2 separate regions of the Oryctolagus cuniculus genome follow, and region 1 is linked to region 2. A link is a contact called in public Hi-C data. All regions are on one chromosome and are shown on one strand. Each heading gives the region's core, a stretch centred on a gene start, on an enhancer-like site or on the middle of the called end of the contact. The rest is flanking DNA. Distances are from core to core; before and after follow the strand shown. Region 1 overlaps STXBP6 (syntaxin binding protein 6). Region 2 has its middle 96 kb from the start of STXBP6.

Region 1 (5,287 bases), core at 747-3,246, 370 kb before region 2:
TGTGTTCGACAGAGAAGTTACAACCCTAGGGTGGGCACACCAGTGAGACCACCAGCATCAACATTTCTACAAGTGCTGGAGAGGGGATGTGCCGACAGCCCTCCTGTCGCAGCGTTAACCCCTGCTTGGGAAGCCTCAGCTGAAGCAGCTCCTGGTAACCCCGTCTGGTGGCGCCAGTGGAGCTGACACCAACAGCGGTCAACTGTCACCTTCACAGTGTTTGTGAAGTTCTGTGTATCCCCAGCGTGTCATGCTGAGGGCTGTGGGGTTTTGTCAACAAGGGTGGAGCTGGCTAGTAACTCCTGACCTCAGGGACCTAGGTGACACGACTGGGGGAACGGCAGAGCCGTCCCACCCTGGGTACCCCGAGCCCCTTCACTGGATGGCCTTCACTTCTCACTCTGCCTGAGTTCTCCTACATTATTTAGAAACACAGACCATAAAATTAATACAGAGCTGTTAAGGGTTGTGCATGATGAATTCCAACCATAAATATTTGATCAGTGCTGCTGTCCTGACAGTCACTGTGCTGTCAGTTTTCACGTAACAGGCTGTGGCTCATTCGTGCACACGGCCATTAATCTTCACCAGTGACTGTGCTGCTGCCCGAACCACATCCTGGTTACTGTGACTCTGGAGTGGAGCTGAGGACACCCCTGGGCCTGATCAGCAGGATCTGCAGAAAAACAACTGGATCGGACATTTTGCCATTTGAGGTATTGCTATAGCCTATGTGTTTATGTCCCTTCAAAACTTGTGCATTGGAACTTTAACTTGGGGCTGGTGCTGTGGTGCAGTGGGTTAATCCTCCACCTGTGGTGCCAGCATCCCATATGGGCGCTGGTCCTGGCTGATCCTCTTCCAGTCCAGCTCTCTGCTGTGGCCTGGGATAGCAGGAGAAGATGGCCCAAGCGCTTGGGTCCCTGCACCCGCTTGGGAGACCTGGAAGAAGTTCCTGGATCCTGGCTTCAGACTGGCTCAGTTCTAGCCATTTGAGGAGTAAACTAGTGGATGGAAGACCTTTCTCTCTGTCTCTGCCTCTCACTGTCTGTAATTCTGCCTCTCAAATAAATAAATATTTAAAAAAAATAAACTTTAACTCCAGTGTGTTGTTATTAGGAGGTGGGCCCTTTAGGAAGTGATCAGGAGGGAAGAGCCCTCAGGAATAGGATCAGGGTCCTTAAAAATAGGCTGCAGGGAAACCCCTAGCCCCTTCCACCAGGACACAGAGAGAAGGCGCCATCTATGAGACTGGCAGTGAGCCCTCACTGGACAGAGAAACTGCTGGCACGTTGGTCTTGGACCTCCCAGCCTCCAGAACTGTGAGAAATGCATTTCTGCTGTTTATAATCTATCCAGTCTTTGGAACTTCATTATGGCAGCCTGAATAGACCATGATAGGTATTTTTGCAGAAAGTGGCATTATTTGACTGCTGTTTAATTCCCTGGGAATTAGGAGCTTTAGGATGTGGGAGGCTGGGTGGGAGAGCAAAAAGAGCATTGGATTAAATGAGGTAGGACACCTGCTGCTAACTTTGCTGTATGACCTTGAACTCATGCCTATAAAAGTCTCCAATTCTAAATGCTTGTGGGTTCATGCGGGTCTTAAGTTTCTATTCGAGTTCACAATTTCTTTTACATATACATTGTTTTCTTAATATCTCACGGAAGGCTTTCCCTCCATGGTATGTAACCTCCTCCACCTAACAATGCTAACAGAAGATCACTGCTGATGCCAAGGAGATACTTGAAGAGGTCTGAGCTCCTGAGTCCCCTGGTGGCCTAGAGACCCTGGGGAAACAGCAGCACAGACAGAGAGAGCCACTCCCTCCCAGGGAGAGACATGCCACTCACCCTGCCTTCCCCCACGAACGTAGGCCTGTGCAAAACAGGGCAGATCAGTGTTCTCTTCTGCAAGAAATGTCATCTGAGGATGGCTGTGTGTGGGTAATGCTCTCGCCTGCTGACTCACTGCCTGTGGCAGCGCCCGGGCAACGCGCCGCAAACACGGCCACGTTGTGCTTTCTGGGGCAGGGGAAGTAGGCAGGCCTGCGTCTGTGGTTGAGTAGCGCTTTCCCAAAGGCTGGGGCTGTGCCAAGCCCACAGCTCAGGAAGGAACCACACTTCCTCATGCCAGGCTAACCAGCGCTGGGGGACCAGGGATCATTCTCCATCTGCTTTGTAGGGGATAAGCGCCCACTTATCTTGATGGCACAATGTGCCAAAGTGATTCTGTCACTCTCATACCTGGGATATTACAGGAGCCCTGGAAAAATCAGAAGCCGACAGTAAACTTTCTCTAGCAAGATGGATCACAGTCTCCAGCTGCCCCTATTCAGCTGGGAGCTTGGAGGAGCTGTCACCTGGAATTGCCATTCTCTGCTCAGGGCGCTACCATGTGCACTGTGCCTTCACTTGCAAATGCAGCCCACTCTCTATGAGTCAGCCGAACCATGTTTGTCTGGGGGTGGGAGTCCAGGGCCGTCTCGGCTCTCCCCTCGCCAGCAGGCCCAGCTGGGAGTTGGCCAGTGAAATGACATCTTTACGATCAGCCTACACCAGCGAGTCCAAATCAGTGGTGCCAGGCCCTTGGGAAACAGCTACAACTTATTGAAAGAGGTCAGTGTGCTCACCAGGAGAGCTGCCAATGCCGGTGATGCGGAAGCATGCATCTCAGTTTTGGAAGACTGCAAGTCTGGCTCTGACACTGTCTCACGCTCCCTCGCACACACTAAGAGACCCCAGCAGCCCCTCCTGCTCCCCTACAACACCCACAGTGGGGGCCGGGCAGGGAGAACCAAAGCAGGTAGAAACGGTCCCCAGCCTCACCCCTCTCTACGGGGAGCGGGTAACTGCCAGGCATGGACTTTCCCATTGGTCAAAGCCAGGGGCCTCTTTGTCTTTGGTGGCCTCATCAGTTTCTTTTGATGGGTCCTGTGCTGGGGCTGCCGTGTGCTGAGATGATGTCAACATTTAGGAGGTCACCCCCCTCCCCCCTCACCTGTGCTCTTGCCCCCTCCCTGTGTTGAGGGTCCTCGGTCACCAGGAACAATTCTGTAACTCCTCTCCAGTGCCCATAAGTCACTCAAGGCTCTTGGCAGTAGCTATTTTTATGGAACTTACAATAGCAACTTAGATTTATGTGTGCTAATAGCTTTGGACTCACTTGATTTTTTTCCACAGGCATTATTATTAATCAGCTCTATTGTATGGATGAGGAAACCGAGGCTTGGAGGAGTTAAGTACTGCCCAACGTCATGGTCTTGGTGAATGACAGTAGATTCTAACAAGACACTAACTGCTATACCATGTTGCCTTCCCAAGCACCCAGCAAACTTGGCCACAGTGTCAGGGAAACAGGACAACGAGGGCCAGGAATTTGGGCCATCTGCTGAGGTTATCCACTCTGGTGTTTGTACAGGCCCCTCTGAGAGGGACGCCTATGTGGATGGCATCCAGGCATTGTCTACTCCACCTTAGAAAAAGTGGTTTCGCAGTCCTGCTCAGTCACTGAGCTCATGGTTTAATCGTTAACCTGAACTCCTGTTTTAACAAATTTTATCAGTGCTCTATTGATTGCTCTATTTTGTGTGGGAAGACAAGCAAGATAATTGTGTGCACTCTCACCCTCGCCAGACAGGCAGCTGGGTACAGTGCCACTCCCTTTAGCCTTCTCTTCCCACACTCAAGGCTTTCAACGTTTCCCCAGATTTCCACTGTCCACTCCTCATCTAAATCACTCAGGTTACTGTTAACAAACCGCAGCAGGAATTCTGGCCTCTCCATCTCACAGAGGCGGGAGAAGGGAGGAAGGGGCCAGGAAACCTGCAAGCTGAGTTCTCTCCCCATAGAATAACTACAGCAGTCTGAGACTGTGGGCTCCAAGGGGGCTGCCCCCGCCCCTGTCTTCCCACAGATCTGATCAGTTCTCTCCCAAGGTACCAGAGTGGCAAGAGCCTGTCTCGATAGAGAACAGCAACACAACAGAGAAGTCTGCCAGAAGGGGCTGCCGTGAGGGAGGGCAGGAGACATCCGCTTGGAATCAGATTCCCGGTCAGGCCTGAAGCCATGGGGAGGCCGCCTCAGCTGTGCGGGGCTGGTTTTTGACACTGGTTGTTCATGTTTGTTTCCTCAGTTGAAGTAGACTCATTTTTCCCCCGAAAGGTCACCTTAAAATCCTACCTGCAGGGCCAGATCATGGTCTGACATGTCAACACAAGTCGTCAGCAGAAGGTGTTTCTGGAAACCACACTTTGAGTCACTGGCCAGATAAAAGCAGCCCTTCGACCCAAAGGACAGGGCAGTAATGAATCCTCCTATCGCCTGACCAACAGGGCTTCTCTCCCCTTTGGTTTGTGGCAGCCTCAGACAGTGGCTGCCAGTGTACATCCCCCCTGTCCCTACTGAAAGGCATGGCTCTCTGTGAGCGTGGGAACGCGCAGGGTGCACGATCAGTCACGTGGGAAACTCGCCTCTCCTGATGCAGAGGCAGGAGGGGAGCTAGCTGGCTGCTCGGCACTGGTCTGATCAAGCTTAGGGTTCTGCAGCTGAAGCCCTGAAGTCAACCTCTGCAGGTATCAGCCTGAGGTGTGGTCTGTTCTGGGCCTCGCAAGCTCGCTCTGCACCTTGGGAAGAGATCATGACACAGGCTGAGCAAGGAGCTGGATGGGCAAATGAGCACGAGCAGCTGGGGGCCTCCGCGGCTTCTTTCCAGTGTTGGTCAGGGGAGGGAGAGCAGTCTGAGACCTGATCTCCTGGTGCCCTTCTCATCCTGTGGCCTGAAACTTGAGCCCTGAACTTCCGGGCAGGAGCTAAGGAGGATCCACATTTCCTAAGGCTCCAAGGTCAGAAAGGCAGAGATGGGCATGAGCGCATCAGAAAGGACATAACCAAAGCAATTAGGCAAAAAAGGAACTTTTCGCACCTCTGGTGCTTAGTAAAGAGTAGACGGGGATTATCTGAAGGGTGGTGAAGTAAACGTGCTTTTCTGTCTCCCATCACGAGGAACAGTCTAAATGAAGTTTCCTGGAACCTCAGCTCCCGAGCCGCCGAGAGCGAGGCCCCCGGGCCCTCTGCTGGCTCACCTTGTGCGCAGTTTCTGCAAACTGCTGGGCGCTGTTCTTCATGTCTTCTGTCTTCTCCTCTGCCCGGCCTAACCGCTCTCCACGCTCATTCAAGGCCTGGCTGGCCTTCTGCACCGCACTGGTCACGCTATCGGCAGCTGAATGGAGGATGCTGTTTCCTGAAAGAAGAACGGCAGGGCCATCAGAAGCTGGTCCGGCTGACC
Region 2 (5,374 bases), core at 2,809-5,308:
TGCGATGAAGGACCAAAGAAGTGATCCCATTGAGTGGGAGAGATTGCAACAGGTTCAGAGGTGGAGTTCATGTGTGGGTTGGCCTCAACAAGGAGGGATTCATGAGGTAGAGGGAGGAAATAGACAAGCTGGCAAAACAGTAACCGCACGAGCAAAGGCACGGAGATGTGCGAGGGTGGGTTGTTCCTGGAGACAAGGTGGTGGTCCGATTAACTGGAACGGGAAGATGGGAGGAGAGAAACGGGGCATAAAGATGGAGGTGTGATCCCATGTGTCAGAGGTCCTGGGTGCAGAAATGGAAATCGCAAAGAGCACTGCTTGGGGGCCAGAGAGGGGCGAGAAACCCAGGCTGTCCCTAATACTGGCTCTGTGGTATGGGTTATGTCAAATCACTGCTTTGAATCCATTTTTTGTCTAATGTGAAATGCTCTTGTATTACTGAAAACCACTCCCCAAACCTCTACCCAACCGAACCATGATGTTGACCATGAGGCATGATTTAGTCTGAGCAGGCAGGGCAGTAGCGGAGATTGTGTTAGGGCCCCTAGAAATCACGGAGGTAGCCGGTGCCACGGTTCACTAGGCTAATCCTCTGCCTGCGGCGCCGGGTTCTGTCCCAGTTGCTCCTCTTCCAGTCCAGCTCTCTGCTGTGGCCTGGGAGTGCAGTGGAGGATGGCCCAAGTGCTTGGGCCCTGGGTCTCCCTGCATGGGAGACCAGGAGAAGCACCTGGCTCCTGGCTTCAGATCAGCGGTTTGCCAGCCGCAGCTGCCATTTGCGGGGTAAACCAACGGAAAAGGAAGACCTTTCTCACTGTCCACTCTGTCAAAAAAAAAATCACAGAGGTAAGTAAACTCGCCTACAGATGCACAGCTTGTAAGAGGGAGGGGCGTGATGAGACCTTTTGTATTCTGATGCTTTAGAAACCAACTACACCTCCTGTGGGGGAGGAGAGAGCATTCTGGATCTGTGAGGTGGTGGATGTTGGCATGAGCCTCGGAACAGTGTCCCTGGGGGCCGGCCAGCTTCGAGGGAAGTGGGCGGGTGTGACACAAAAGAGCAAAGAACGGAGCTGCAACCGTGTGGCTGAGCTCTCAGCGCTGGGAGGTGGGGGCCTTTCTCCCACAGGGAGCAACAGAAACCTTCCCTGCTGTCTAGACTAGGGAAGCGCGGTGGCAGTGTGGGGAGAGCCAGTCCTCAGCAGTGCCACCGCGTGGCGGAGAGGAGCCAGGTCTCTGCGCAGCCTCTCAAGCCAAGTCCTCTCCCTGCACCAGCACCATAGGGCCAGGCCCGGGGTGTGTTCACGCAAAAGGCTTGAGGCAGCCGTCAAGGTGCCTCCAGAGGTGAGACTCTGAGAACCCACTCGAAAAAGAAAGAGAATAAGTTATGCGTAATTCAGATTTATAGAGCAGCTCTAAGTGGTCATTAGGATAAAATAACTACAGTGAAAAAGAAAAATCCCTATATCTAGCTCTAAAGGGTTAACTTTGTTTCTTTAACTGGGTGATCCAGAAACTCATTTTGTGAGATTCTGGATGTGAAGAGATGTTTATTTTCAACAGGGAATGAAATGATTTCATTTTAAGTTTACACCAGGTTTAATAAACTGCTGGCAGAGGAGGTGTCCAGTGACCCCAGCTGGATGTCCTGTCTCTGCCTTTTCATATTTCTGCGATTACTCCTTGAGTGTCTCGTGGATGAGGGGAAACTCTGAGAAGTGCATTGGTCATGTTAATTACTGGCTGAATTACACCTGTTCCTGATCAATCATCATTAAGTAAAGCTCTGTTTCCATCAGGGTCATGGCAAACGGTGCTCCGGGTCTGATAAGGAGCCTCTGAAAAGTAACCAATGAGTAAGACTCCAGCGAGGCATTTTTCCCCCCAATGTTGACCATTGTATCATTCATCATTGATTTAGAACTTACTGGATTTTGGGACATAAAATCTTAGACTTGGAAGAGTCTATGGCGGTCATTTAGTTCAACCTTTTATTCTAGGCAGGAACACTTTCTGCAAAATCCCTGACTTGGTGTGGCAGAAGATCAATCAGTGCAGGATCTGCTAAAACACCTGGGGTGTACAGTTCATTGCTTTGTGGAGCAGCGCTTTCTCAAGATTCAAAGGGTAGCCTGGGAGCAACAGTAGGCCTCACGTGGGAGTTAGTGAGAAATGCTGAATCTGGGCCCCTCCCTGGCCCTGCAGGGTCGGAGGCTTCAGTAGGCAAGCTTCCTGGGTGCGTTTGAGAGGCATTGGACTATCTCACTGTTGGATGGTTTCAGATGTTAGGTCTTAGTAGATGAAGTTTTCTGTGCTGATGTGGCCTACGGACTGGCATGTCAGCCTTGTCTGCCTGCTTCTTGCTGCTTTAGTAGTTACAGAGCATTGGCTACTGCTGCCGCCAGTGTGGGCACCTCGCTTCCTTACCCTCCAGTTGTTGCTAGCCTCTCTAGGGGTGAGGGCTGGGCTGCAGCAAAGCCTTGATCAGCTTCACTGCGATGGGAGCTGTGGCTCCAGAGCTTGGGTCAGAATTTGCTGGATCCGCCAAGATTCTGGCTTCCTCAGCATCCTCTGAAGGGGAGGGGAGGGTAACTCAGAATTACAGCAGGACTTACACCACGTAGGGGTATAAGAGGCAGAGGGAACTGAGATGGCTGCTTCATGTATGGTGCACCCACTGCTCCTGATTCTGCCATGTGGCTGTCTTCACAGTGGTCAACAACTTTCAAGTACCTCCTTCCTTCACATTCTAGAAGACGGCTACCATGCCTTTGCATTCCTGGCTAAATGCCCTCAGTTTACTTTAAATATTCTTCAAGTTGCAATTTTTAGTTCTCTCACCTCTTGTCTCATTCTAATAGTCATTATTTTCCTAAATTGACACTCCTTAAATGTCCCTCCAGGCGTGGTCAGTGTGTGGCTGAGGTCAAGGTGAGTGTGATTTGTGATTTCTTATTGTGGGCATGAAATACTATTCATATGGCCGTCATGGCATGGGCCGCCTCTCATGAGAGGAAAGCTGTGTGGCGGTTGGTGATCAGACAGGTTAAAAATGAGCGTAGGGAAATTAAGTTCAGAGTGAGACAGGCCTGGTTTGGCCTATGTCAGTTTGAGGGAGGGGTGGGACCTCTTGTGAGCCCAGACTTCTCTTGTGTGTTTGTGTTCCATTAGGACTCACTTGGGCTGATTGGTATGCCAGGTGGGGGTGATGAAGTATTTGTGTTGATTCTTGGAGGGCTGGAATTGTCGATCTTCTCTCATCCAGACAAACCCAGAGCCAGAGAATCTCCAAGAAAACATTAAGGTAGCTCCAGGTTTAGTTTTTCTGCATCAGAATGGCAATCTCAGAGAATGATCTAACAACCATGACAAGTGTCCTAAGATCTAGACCATTTTATTTCTGACAACCTTTTTCATTTTGCTTTGTTTTTAAGGATCGTTTACCTCATCTCCCCAAACTCCTAGGAGACTTTGTGATTTATGAGTAGGTGTTGTCTTTGTGCCCACTGGGAGCAAGCACTGTACCCATTTTTAAAACCTGTTTATTTATCTTATTTGAGGGAGATGGGGAGAGACTGACAGATGACATGTACTGGTTCACTTTCCCAAATGCCTGCAACAGCCATGCCTGGGCCAGATGGAAGCCAGGAGCCAGAACCTCTATCCAGCTCTCCCACATGGGTGGCAAGGGCCTGGGCACTTGGGCCGTCATCTCCTGCCTCCCAGGATTGATGTTAGCAGGAAGCTGGATAGGCAAAGGGGGCAGGGGGCCAGTGTCGCAGCATAACAGGTAAAACTGCCACCTGTGACATTGGCATCCCATATAGGCATTGTTTCAAGTCCTGGCTGCTTTCCTTCTGATCCAGCTCCCTGCTGGTGCTGGTGGCCTGGGAAGAGCAGTAGAAGATGGCCCAGGTGTTTGGGCCTCTGCTACTCATGTGGAAGATCAGATCAAGCTCCTGGCTTCAGCCTGGCCCGGCACTGGCTGTTGCAGCCTCCTGCCTTCTAAGATTGAAGGGAGCATACCCAATAACAGTTGGCATGCTTGCAAATCTATTTTTAGCAACCCAGAAGTGCTATAGTAAACAGCCAGACAGGGAATGTCAGCCAGAAAGATCTGGGGAGGTATTTCATCACCTACCAGCCAGCATGCAGCAGTTCATTCTAAATGATTCATAGTGAGAATCCAGCACTATGCTGGTTTTTCTGCTCCCAGCAAAGCCCCCCTGGGCAGTCTGCTTTCCAGAGTATGATAGTGCATAAAGAATGCAGATGGGTTCTCTGATTTGAAGGCTAGCTTTACTCTGGCTTCTGAGCTCTCTGCACCTTCTGGAGGGAAGGGAAGGGAAGGCGAGAAGAGCAGTAAGAGCAAAGCAGGTTCCTGGGGCCCCTGCAGACTAAAATGTCCAGCCCCACCTGCCTTTATGGGGAGGCTGACATGTATTCAAGCTGTGGTTTTCCACCTAGGGATTCTACAAAGACCCTGTAATTAGACATAAACTACTGTGTGCATTTGAGGGTTACAAAGACACTTTTTCTTCCCACCAACTTTGCTAAATCATACATAACAACTGTTATTTGTGGATAACGTTCTTGTTCTTTAACTTTCCCAAGCCTGGAAATCGTCATTGCAGTCGTCACCTGTGTACTTTCATTCTTGCCCCTGTAACTCACTTTGCTGTCAGTGGTTTGTGAACTTGGGAAAATTCTGGATCTGTGTTTACATGTTGGGTGTGTCCATGACCCAAAAAACCCACACAATCATACAGTCCTCTCTCTACTTAGAATAAAAGCCAGTGCTTCTGCCTGCGTGTCCTCAAGTCACAATCTTCCTTTAGTTCTGTTCCTGTGTTTCTCCCTGACTCCTCTGTCGTGTTCTCTGATCCCCTTGCCTAGCCGTCATCAACTACAAGCTTAGTTTAATAGGAGTTATTTGATCCTTTCATCTAAACTTCATTGTGTTAAACTTGTATGCATAACATCTTGTTTTCAGAGTTTATTATATATATATGTATTTTAAAGATTTATTTGAAAGTCAGAGTTACACAGGAGAGGCAGAGCGAGAGAGAGGTCTTCCGTTTGATGGTTCACTCCCCAGATGGCTGCTCCGGCTGGAGCTGCACCAGTCCGGAGCCAGGAGCTTCTTCCAGGTCTCCCACGGGGGTGCAGGAGCCCAAGGACTTGGGCCATCTTCTGCTTTCCCAGGCCATAGCAGAGAGCTGGATTGGAAGAGGAGCAGCTGGGACTAGAACCAGTGCCCATATGGGATGCCAGCGCTTTAGGCCAGGGCGTTAACCCACTGCATCACAGCGCCGGCCCCAGTTTATTATATTTTGAAACTATTTGTCTTCATAATTATTTGTACAATGATCCTCTC

What was found. A called contact is a pair of places that touch in the nucleus more often than the background predicts.
Region 1: a Hi-C map of liver shows a contact between it and region 2, with 3 times the contacts expected there. The contact joins two enhancer-like sites. A contact is called at or near these places in 4 of 6 Hi-C or Micro-C datasets (ear pinna, embryonic fibroblasts, liver and 1 more).

What each region holds. Positions count from the first base shown.
Region 1 is chr12:50,502,185-50,507,471 of mOryCun1.1, reverse strand. It overlaps STXBP6 (syntaxin binding protein 6), which reads right to left. Exons shown (of 6, transcript XM_002718111.5): 5 at 5,085-5,242. Among named protein-coding and RNA genes, the nearest start is that of SDR39U1, 260 kb to the left of the region's middle. Within about 2 kb of position 1,996, at least 2 of the 8 cell types and tissues checked have an H3K27ac peak or open chromatin away from gene starts, as enhancers often do.
Region 2 is chr12:50,130,970-50,136,343 of mOryCun1.1, reverse strand. No RefSeq gene overlaps it. Among named protein-coding and RNA genes, the nearest start is that of STXBP6, 96 kb to the left of the region's middle. Within about 2 kb of position 4,058, at least 1 of the 8 cell types and tissues checked has an H3K27ac peak or open chromatin away from gene starts, as enhancers often do.